Regions from separate parts of the Hordeum vulgare genome. Here all the other regions are linked to region 3. Evidence: chromatin contacts called from public Hi-C data. All regions are on one chromosome and are shown on one strand. Each heading gives the region's core, a stretch centred on a gene start, on an enhancer-like site or on the middle of the called end of the contact. The rest is flanking DNA. Distances are from core to core; before and after follow the strand shown.

The links. A called contact is a pair of places that touch in the nucleus more often than the background predicts.
Region 1: a contact with region 3 is called in a Hi-C map of leaf, with 3 times the contacts expected there. The contact joins the promoter of LOC123410965 here to the promoter of LOC123408482 in region 3. A contact is called at or near these places in 3 of 6 Hi-C or Micro-C datasets (leaf and seedling).
Region 2: a Hi-C map of leaf shows a contact between it and region 3, with 2.0 times the contacts expected there. The contact joins the promoter of LOC123410863 here to the promoter of LOC123408482 in region 3. A contact is called at or near these places in 3 of 6 Hi-C or Micro-C datasets (leaf and seedling).

The regions. Positions count from the first base shown.
Region 1 is chr7H:172,840,567-172,843,799 of MorexV3_pseudomolecules_assembly, reverse strand. It overlaps LOC123410965 (receptor protein kinase-like protein ZAR1), which reads right to left and starts at 1,764. Exons shown (of 2, transcript XM_045103883.1): 1 at 294-1,764; 2 at 1-199. The coding sequence starts at 1,626.
Region 2 is chr7H:172,306,182-172,309,554 of MorexV3_pseudomolecules_assembly, reverse strand. LOC123410863 (zinc finger A20 and AN1 domain-containing stress-associated protein 11-like) reads left to right here and starts at 1,367. Exons shown (of 1, transcript XM_045103797.1): 1 at 1,367-2,449. The coding sequence starts at 1,672. The coding sequence ends at 2,157.
Region 3 is chr7H:172,581,071-172,584,166 of MorexV3_pseudomolecules_assembly, reverse strand. LOC123408482 (thylakoid lumenal 19 kDa protein, chloroplastic) reads right to left here and starts at 1,766. Exons shown (of 1, transcript XM_045101583.1): 1 at 603-1,766. The coding sequence starts at 1,745. The coding sequence ends at 810.

The DNA.
Region 1 (3,233 bases), core at 515-3,014, 260 kb before region 3:
GCGACGAGCCGGGCTAGTCCGAAGCCGGAGACGTGCGGACGGAGCTCGTCGTCGAGCAGGATCTTGGACGACTTGATGCAGCCGTGCACGTACCGGCGAGGGCTGCACTCGTGCAGGTATGCCAGCCCCCTCGCCGCGCCCTGCACGATGGACAGCCTCACCGACCACGGCAGTGGCGTTGGCGAAGCCGTCGGGCCACCTGATTCCAAGAATCTATTCAGTCCTACTATCTCTGGATCAAATGCAGCCTCTAGCCTATCAATCGATAAGACAAGATTTGGCCGGCACATTACCGTGTAGAGCGGAGTGGAGGGAGCCATTGCCGAGGTAGTCGTAGATGAGCAGCTTCTCGTCCGGGGCGTAGTAGTATGCGCGGAGTCGAGCGACGTTGGGATGGCGAGCGCGGCCGATGGCGGCGGCCTCGGTCTCGAAGGCACGGCGCCGGCGCCACCCGGACTCAGTGCCATCGCCGTCGTCGGGCTCGCTGAGACGGCGGACGGCTACGGCGGTGCCGCGGCCGGGAACGACCCTGTACACGATGCCGCCGCGGCTCTTCCCCACGACGTAGGCAGACGCGCGGAGCAGCTCCTCCAGCTCCATCCCGAAACCGTCGTCCACCGCCACGAACAGCTCCCCCTCCTCTCCGCCGCCGCGCCGCTCTTCAGTGCCGGCGAGCGTCACCGCCGCGCTCTTCTCCTTGGTCGACGACTCCTTGTCCTCGTTCCTGGTCGTTGCAGCGCACCGCCTCCGGCACTGCCATTGCAGCACTAGCCCGGCGACGATGGCCGCCACCACAATGACGGCAAGAATGGGCACCGTGGGCGACGACCGATGCTTGGGTGGCCTCCCAACCTCCGCCGCCGCACCAGGGTTCATGCCATTGTTCGACTGCGGGATCCTTGGCTCCTCCCTCTCCCCGGCGCACTCGATCTTGAGCGGAAACCCGCAGAGCCTCGGGTTGTCGTCGAAGGCGGTGGGGCCCTGGTTGACGAGCGAGCCCACCTGCGGGATCTCGCCGGCGAGGTCGTTCCCCCGGAGGTCAAGGCTGACGGCGACGGGAATGCCGCCGAACTCCGGCGGGATCCCGCCGACAAAATGGTTGTAGCTGAGGTTGAGCACGCCGGAGAGACTCGGAAGCCCCGCGATGGACGGCGGCAGCGTCCCGTTGAGCTGGTTGGAGGACAAATCGAGGCGAGACAGGGACGCGAGCCTCCCAATCCCCGCAGGAATCTGGCCGGACAGGAAGTTGTGCGCCAGGTCGAGGGTGGTGAGCTTCTGCAGCGCGGAGATGGCGACCGGGATCTGGCCGGAGAGGCGGTTGGCCGGCAGCGACAGCGTCTCGAGCTCGGAGAGCAGGGAGAGCTCGGAGGGCAGGTAGCCGGCTAGCGAGAGGTTGGCGAGCTCCACGCCGGCGACCCGGCCCCCGCCGCCGTCGACGCAGGTGACGCCGGCCCAGCTGCAGGGGTCAGCGTCGGCGTCCCTCCAGGTATCGAGACCGCTGCCAGGGTCATCGGTGACCGCGAACTTGAGCGCGAGAAGCGCCAGGCCGTCCGTGTTCAGCGCTGCCGCCGCCACGGCCACGACCGCCAGCAGCACCGCCACCGCCGCCACACGCACGGCCGCCATTTCGACGGAAGAAACAACTCGTATCTGCCTCTCGGAAGTCGGAATAGCGAGCACTAGGCTACAACAAACAGCCCTGCCATTTCTTGGGAGCACGCGGGGTTGCAGCACAGAAGGTGGGGAGAAGAGGACAGCCGAGGGACTGGGTTTAGGCCGGGGAGTGAGATTTTACTTCCGAAATGACGGAAATGGGCTCCTGGAGGATCATGTCCGTTCTGTTGTTTGGGGCCTACATGAGGGGCATTTCGGGGATGTGGATTCGAACAGCAGGGCGCTGGAGGTGGAGGGGTGAGGTGGGCTTTGGGCTTGGCTGGTGGGATTCGATCGAAGCTCTTTGCTCGGGGCGACTTTTGCTAAAGTAGTAATTAAGCGTGTTGGCATGTGGGAAATCTCAAGGATTAGTGGTTTAGAATCCCCAGGGTTAACGTTGATATTTATCATACTGGTAGTACTACTTAGTAGTATGCTCTTCTGCTGGAGTGGTCGGGGTGATTGGCTACTCCTGAGGCTGCGCGCTGGGGCCCTGCTGGATTCGAGCCTCTTCGTTTGAATTTGTGCAGGCGCCGGCACATGGTACTGGGGCTGTGTATGGGGTCCTGTTTGCATTTGATCAGTGGTTGATGGTGTCTGCTTGCAGCCCGTATAGGATTAAAAAATTAGGGATGTTTTTGATTTTCAAATCTGTGACCAAGATGGCAAAACTTGCAATCACAATCCTTGCTTCCAAGACATCAAATACTCCCTTCGTTCCTAAATATAAGACCTTATAGAGATTTCACTATAGACTACATACGAAGCAAAATGAGTGAATCTATATTTTAAAATATGTCTATATACATCCGTATGTAGTCCATAGTACAAACTTTACAAGGTCTTATATTTAGGAACGGAGGGAGTACATGTGAACACATGCACGTCTATCATTTATGTACTGCACACAAATACAAATCAAATCATTCATACTTAAGAATACATAATAAAAGCATAGTGCAAATATAAGTATTGTTTTAAAAAGCTTAACTAGGCTGTGTTTGGTAGGCTACATTAAACGAGACATGCTCACTCTAGACATGCTCAGTACATGTAATTGCAGTTGTTTGGTAGCACTGTATGTATTGACGCATGCTAAACTGAGACTGTGTTTGGTAGACTGCATTAAACGAGACATGCTATGTCGAGACTGTGTTTAGTAGCGTGTATGTGAGCTAGGTTGCATGAATATATTTTTTGGCGTCAAGACAATATTGACAAAACATATCAACATTTGAGTGAACAATTCCAACTAAAATATTATCATGACGACAAAATCAATAATTGACATAACACATATAATAACCATAATTTTTAATGGTGCACGAATAGATTCATATTACATAATAACCATAAATTGTAGCAGCGTACAAGTAGATTCATATTACATAAGACATAACAACCATAACCAAAAGGGATAGTTTCAACAATCATCAACTAACATCAACTCAAAGAAGATCAGGATTTGCTTTCAAGATACGCTTGAACGATGCTTGACGGACTTCCTCATCCATCTTCATAAAGTTAAGGCATTTTCCCTTATGTTCTGTGAGAAAATCTAAAACACCCAAGCGCTCATT
Region 2 (3,373 bases), core at 118-2,617, 270 kb after region 3:
CTGGTAACCGATTTTTTTTCGTTCACAAGCACAAGAAGCTAGATAGATATCAATATCCCTCTCACATGCGGGAGTCTAGGTCCATTGATCATCCCGTTCCTCCCATCGTTGCCACCACCTTTCTCTCCTTCCATGATCCATGCATATCTTGTGTTGACTGTCATCATCATAGGATATACGATGTATTCCCTGTAATTTTATTTTGCTCATGTGATGTGATGATTTTTTTTATGTTGCAGTTTTGTCTTGATAATCGACAAGCTTGGGTACGTTCCACTCTAATCACGTAGATGACATGTTGCAATAATTCTAGAAATTTCTTGCATTTCCTGCGTTCATTCTGCATGAGTGTTCTTGTGTTGTTGCAAACACTAGCTTTGGCGCTTCATATGTTGTGACGATTTCCCACAGTTATTTGTTGTGACTAGTGAAGATTTAGTGCACAATTGGTATATTGTCGTTGACATTGATGAAAAAATTATTTCATCGATATTACATAAGTTGAAAGATATTATAAGTCGGTTTTCTGTTGTTGTGACGACCAGACACTCGAGAATCAACATTTTAAGTCGGTCAAGCAGACCTTGTGACCGACCGACGCCAAAGGTCCACCAAAATAAACTGTCCACACATGTTTATTTTTCTGGAAAAAATTACATTGCTCCAACAACCTAGGCGTCAAGGATAAACCAAAGGTCCATGAAGAAAGAGGAAATACTTCTATTGAGTCGGTCGATCAGATACAAAATGCCTATCATGTCATATGTACGCCACATATCCTGATTGAGCCGTCTGCAACATGACCCTTGTTGCATGATGGGTGAGCATAACAAAAAATTCTAAAAAGATTTCATTAGATGAATTGCAATAAAGCTCGTGTTACAAAGCATAGAAGATTTGTTGCAAAGGCTCAACGGCTCACACAGAAAGAAAGAAAACCTCTTCGTGGGATTGCAAATTATTTGCAACACGAGGCCTGTTGCAAGGGCTGATCTTTTAGGATCATCATTCGGGCAACGGCAACTTGCAGGCGCCCGAAAAAACACAGAAAACACAGATGAGCCTAGTAGCCGCCTACGAAACAGAGTACCCACCACCACCACCACCACCACCCAGAACAAGAGCACCAGATGACTCCACCCGCTAACCCACAGGCGTGTCCGTGTGCGCAACCACGAACGCCCTTGCATCATTCACACGCACCATTTCCCTCCCTTCCCTTCCCTTCCCTTCCCCCCGAAGAAAGAAAGAGACCGGCTCGGCAGCGCAGCGCGGCACAGGCTGTCAACGAAAACTCCACTTGTTTTTATGGCCAACGTACGTACGCTACGCACGCACCCCGTTCCTTGTGGAGCGCCATTCCACGCCGCGCCAACGCGGCCAGCACTGGAAATAACCCAACCCAACCCAACCCTCTCCCCCGCGGGCACGGCCACGGCCGACGTCGCTGTCGCGTGCGGGAACGCGTACGCCGCCCGCCTCCTCCCGCGATAAAAACCCACCCCCCTCCCACCCTCCGTCCCCGCCTCGCCTTCCTTCCCCTCCCCCCTCCTCCGCCCCATTTCCCCAAAGCCTCCCCCGGCCTCCGAGGAGACCAGGCCGCCGTGCCCACGCGCGCCGGATCGATCGTCCAGCTACTAGCGTCTCTCTCTTCCGGCTCGTATAGGCGTCATGGCGCAGCGGGACAAGAAGGTGGAGGAGCCGACGGAAGTGCACCTGCACGCCGCGGAGATCACGCTCTGCGCCAACAGCTGCGGCTTCCCGGGCAACCCGGCCACCAAGAACCTCTGCCAGAACTGCTTCCTGGCGTCTTCCTCCTCGCCGCCGTCCCCTTCCTCGTCGCCCCCGGCGTTCCCGCTCTTCGACAAGCCGAGGCCGGCCGCCGCCGCGTCGCCCGCGCTGCAGGCGCCGCCCGTCTACATGGCCGTCGACCGGCCGGCGGACCCCAAGGCGTCCAAGTCCTCGGTGAACCGCTGCCACAACTGCCGGAAGCGCGTGGGCCTGACGGGGTTCCGCTGCCGGTGCGGCGAGATGTTCTGCGGCGCGCACCGGTACTCGGACCGGCACGACTGCAGCTACGACTACAAGTCGGCGGCCAGGGACGCCATCGCCCGGGAGAACCCCGTCGTGCGCGCCGCCAAGATCGTTAGGTTCTGATCGTCGGCAGGATGCTATCCGGCGAAATCTCAAGCACAACCCACTCTTTTTCTTTCTTCCCTTTGATGAAAAATTAAAGCCGTTCCCGAGAGTTTCTTAAAAGGTGAAAAAAAGGAGGGGGAGGTGAAAGATGGCGACGGTGCAGCCACGACCAAGGAAGGAACAGTGCGATGATAAAAGGTTGTTGTTGTAGCGGTGGTTGGCGGTGGAGGAGAGGAGATGAGGAAGATGGGGTTGGTGTGTACTGTTGTCCCACAATCTCTATTTAATTCAAATTTCCCTATTGTATAAATTAATTATTATCATCATCATTTCTATGATGCAGTATTCGTTAGCTTTAGCTGTCAACCTTTTTCTTCCACTGGCCGCGAATTGTCCATGACAGCTCAACCATTGACGTTTGGATCGCTTCGTTGGATCGGATTGGTTCGGCGCGGAATTATTGGGTGGGTGCACCTGTACCTGTACGTTTATCACGTACAAATTCATGCCCGTTTGAGAAAAAAATGGCCGTGCGTATGCCGAAACTTGACGTGTTCCGGTTGAAAACTCGGCGTGGCACAAAAGGCGTCCATGATTTTCTGTGGATTATTATTGATGAATGGAGGCGGCGCCACGCCACGAAGGATAGATAGCGACGCCCCGTTTTCTCTACAGACCGGTGATCAGAAGTCGGAAGTAACAGGACATCCAGCCAGCTGCCGGGCTAATTAGGTTGGCCAGCGACATCAATCCGTCCATCCATCCATCCACTGGGTCACAGCTCAGGAACGCGCAGAAGATCCATCGGCCGGCGTGTAGAAATCGAGAGCGGTGGTGGCACACGCACCGGAGACCCACCCACTTGCCGATGGCATCGATCGGCATCACCGGCACAGGTCGGCAGGCGACACCACCACCACCACCACAGCGATTTTTCTTTAATCCATCTCATCTCATCTCATCTCCTAGTTGATCCACCGGCGTCGTGGTCGCGTGGAAGGCGACGTGGCCCAGGCTGGAATCGGGGCGCGGCTCCGCAGGCGTCGGCTTTCCTCTTTCTCGTGACCTCTTCTCTTCCCTGCTGCTGCTGCTTACCTGGTCCGGTCGCCTTTGGCGTGCGGGGCCGGGGTATCCATCCCATCCACAGGCCACATCGATGGCGATGCCGATGGACCCAGCCGCTCTCGACGGACGAAATACTCCTCCGGGGCTGAATTTTGAATTAAACGATGGA
Region 3 (3,096 bases), core at 517-3,016:
AACAGGTTTTGTTGGCGCCTTACGTCTTGCAGTTGCGGTCGTGTCGGGTCGGTTGCAACTACTAGTCTTAGCACAAGCGTTTACAGTTGGGTATCACAGGTTGCAGTTGACAGCCGTGTCGATTAGGTTGCAACTGCTACATAGAAAAAGAAAAAAAAAAGAAAAACAAAAAGAATGTCCTACATTAAAAAGTGAATGAGGCCAATTTGTTTCTCATTCGAATGAGTTTTAGCAAAACTGTAGATTTTAATCCTGGATTAACCCTAAACTAACTCTAACCAAATAGGTGTTTGAATGAAAAGGTTACATTATCAATAAATGTATCTTTTTCAATCATTTGGCTCTTTAACAAGGATTTGGTGTGGTGGAGTTAAGAGGAAAAAGCAATTTTTTATGAACCCATCTAACTCTAACCCAAATAAGCGTCTTTTGGGTGGGTTAGTTTTTTTAGATGGGTTAGATATATTTAACAAACTCTAACCCTCATGTTTGAATGTTTTAAGGTTAGATTGATCCGATCTAACTAAGTCTAACTCTAACTCATGGATCCAAACAGGACCATTATTTGTTGGGTGGATTTGTATGATCCGCTGATCGGCTAATTAACAGTGCGCAGGTTAACTTTCATTCATTCCATTTGATCCTTTCGTCGCTAGCACTACAGTCTACAGCAGCACTGCTGGTGTTGCACAGCGGAAGAAATCAATTTACAGATGATGATACTGTATGCCGATTATCCAGATCGATTACCTCTTGCTCGATGATAGCGCCTATACAAAACCGCTTAATTAATTTACAACACCTGCATGTTAATCTTGGCCGCTGAAGTCGACAGTCTTGAATGACTGGTGCAGGCGGCGTAGGACGGCCTCGTCGCGCCCCCACTCGGGGTTGGGCGCCGTGACGAAGTGCGCGTACAGCTTGTTCCGGGCGCACGTGACGGAGATGAGGCTGTGCGCGCCGGCGCCGGCCACCTCGTACTCGTAGTACACCTGCCCGTCCGCGTCCTTCCGCTCCGCCGACGTCACGTCGTCCGCCGACGAGATCTGGTCCTGCAGCCCGACGTCGGAGAGGGCGAGGTTGTCGAGCACGGCGCCGACGGGGGCCAGCTTGCGGAACCCGGAGAGGAAGGTGAGGTACTCCCGCTCGGAGCGCTTGCGCGGGTTGAAGAACTCGCTGTCCGTGCCGTTGGTGCCCTTCTCCACCTTGGACACCAGCCGCTCCTTCCACCCCTCGGGCACGTCGTACACGTACTCCGCCGCGTCCCTCTTGTTCGCGTTGCCCCCGTACCCGCCGTAGTTGGCCGCGCTCGCCGCCGTGCCGTAGTACACCTTGAACTCCGCCTCCGCGTGCAACGGCGCCGCGGGGGTCAGCAGGAGGAGGCCGGCCGCGGCTGCCGCGGCCAGCGTGGCGGTGAGCGGCCTGGGAGCCGGGAGCCTCACGGTCTGCGGCGCTGGCTGCGAGGTGGCAGAGGAGGAGGTGGAGGCGGCGGTGGTGAGGATAGGGGAAGGGGAGAAGAGGGAAGCGAGCATGGTCATGGTGGACCTCGACGGCGTGCGTGCGTGCGTGCGTACGCCCTGCGGTGGTGGGGTTGCTTTTTGCCCGGGATTTTGTGTGGTTTTGTCTCGCCGAGAAGATAGGAGATCAGCGAGGCTTATCCGGTGCGACGACCAGTCGACGACATGGGGCATTCCACCAATGAGAGCGGGTGCTCCTACCTGCCGCTCATTGCGGCAGGGAGTCATTGCGCCGCACAGGGGCGTTCAGACTGGCCCGGCCCAGTTTAGTATTTTTTTCTGCTACTCTTTTCCTTCTCTGTTTATTTTCTTTTCTTGTTCGTTTTTCTTTCGTCTTTTTTTTATTCTAAAAAATATAGTTTTCGAATTTGAAGAAAAAAATTAAAAACGCATGAACAAATTTAGAAGCACGAACAATTTTTTAAATCGTGGGCATTTTTAAAAACATGACAATTATTTTTTGAAAATCCACAAACAAATTTGAAAGCGAGATTTTTTTATAAAACATGAACTTTTTAAATTTTGAGAATTTTTCTGAAACTGAGCACAATTTTTTAAAAACGTAAACAAATTTGGAAGCGCGAACATTTTTTGAATCTTGAGAACAAAATTTCGAAAAGGAGAACAATTTTTAAAACCCCCAAACAAATTTGAAAGTGCGAACAGATTTTTTAAAAAGATCATTTTTTTAATTTTGAGAACAAATTTTGAAACCGAGAATAATTTCAAAAAAAGTGAATAAATTTGGAAGACTGAACAATTTTGAAAGCACGAACATTTTTTGAATCCTAAGAACAAAATTTTGAAAACCCTAAACAATTTTGAAAACGCGAATATTTTTTAAAGCAGGAACAATTTTTGAATTTTGATCACAAATTTTGAAACCGGGAACAATTTTTGAAAAACGTGAGAAAATATGGAAGCGTGAATAATTTTTTAAAGCACGAACCTTTTTTGAATCTTGAGAACAATATTTTAAAAAGGAGAAATTTTTTTACAAAAAAACGAGCAAATTTGAAAGCGTGAACAAATTTTTAAAGCATGAATATTTTTTGAATTTTGAGAACAAATTTTGAAACCGAGAACAGTTTTAAAAAATCGTGAACAAATTTGGAAGTGCGAATAATTTTTTAAAGCAAGAACATTTTTCGGATCTTGAGAACAAATTTTGAAACCGAGAACAAATTTCAAAAACCCCAAACAAATTTGGAAGCACGAACAATTTTTTAAAGCATAAACATTTTTTGAATGTTGAGAACAAATTTTGAAACCGAGAACAATTTTCAAAAATTCTAAACAAATTTGAAAGCGCGGACAATTTTATAAAGCACTAACATTTTTTGAATCTTAGAAAAATTGAAATTGAAACTTTTTTTGAATCTTAAGAGCAAATTTTGAAACCAAGAACAATTTTTAGAAAATACAGAAGATTTTATTTAAATCAGGAACATTTTTTGAAAATCCAAAAATATTTTTTGAAAATCCAGGACATTTTTTGAAACAGAAAAAAAAGAAACAAAAAGAATAAAGAAAAATGAAAAATGAAAAAATCGGCTCATGGAATCTTCTAGAAGTATCC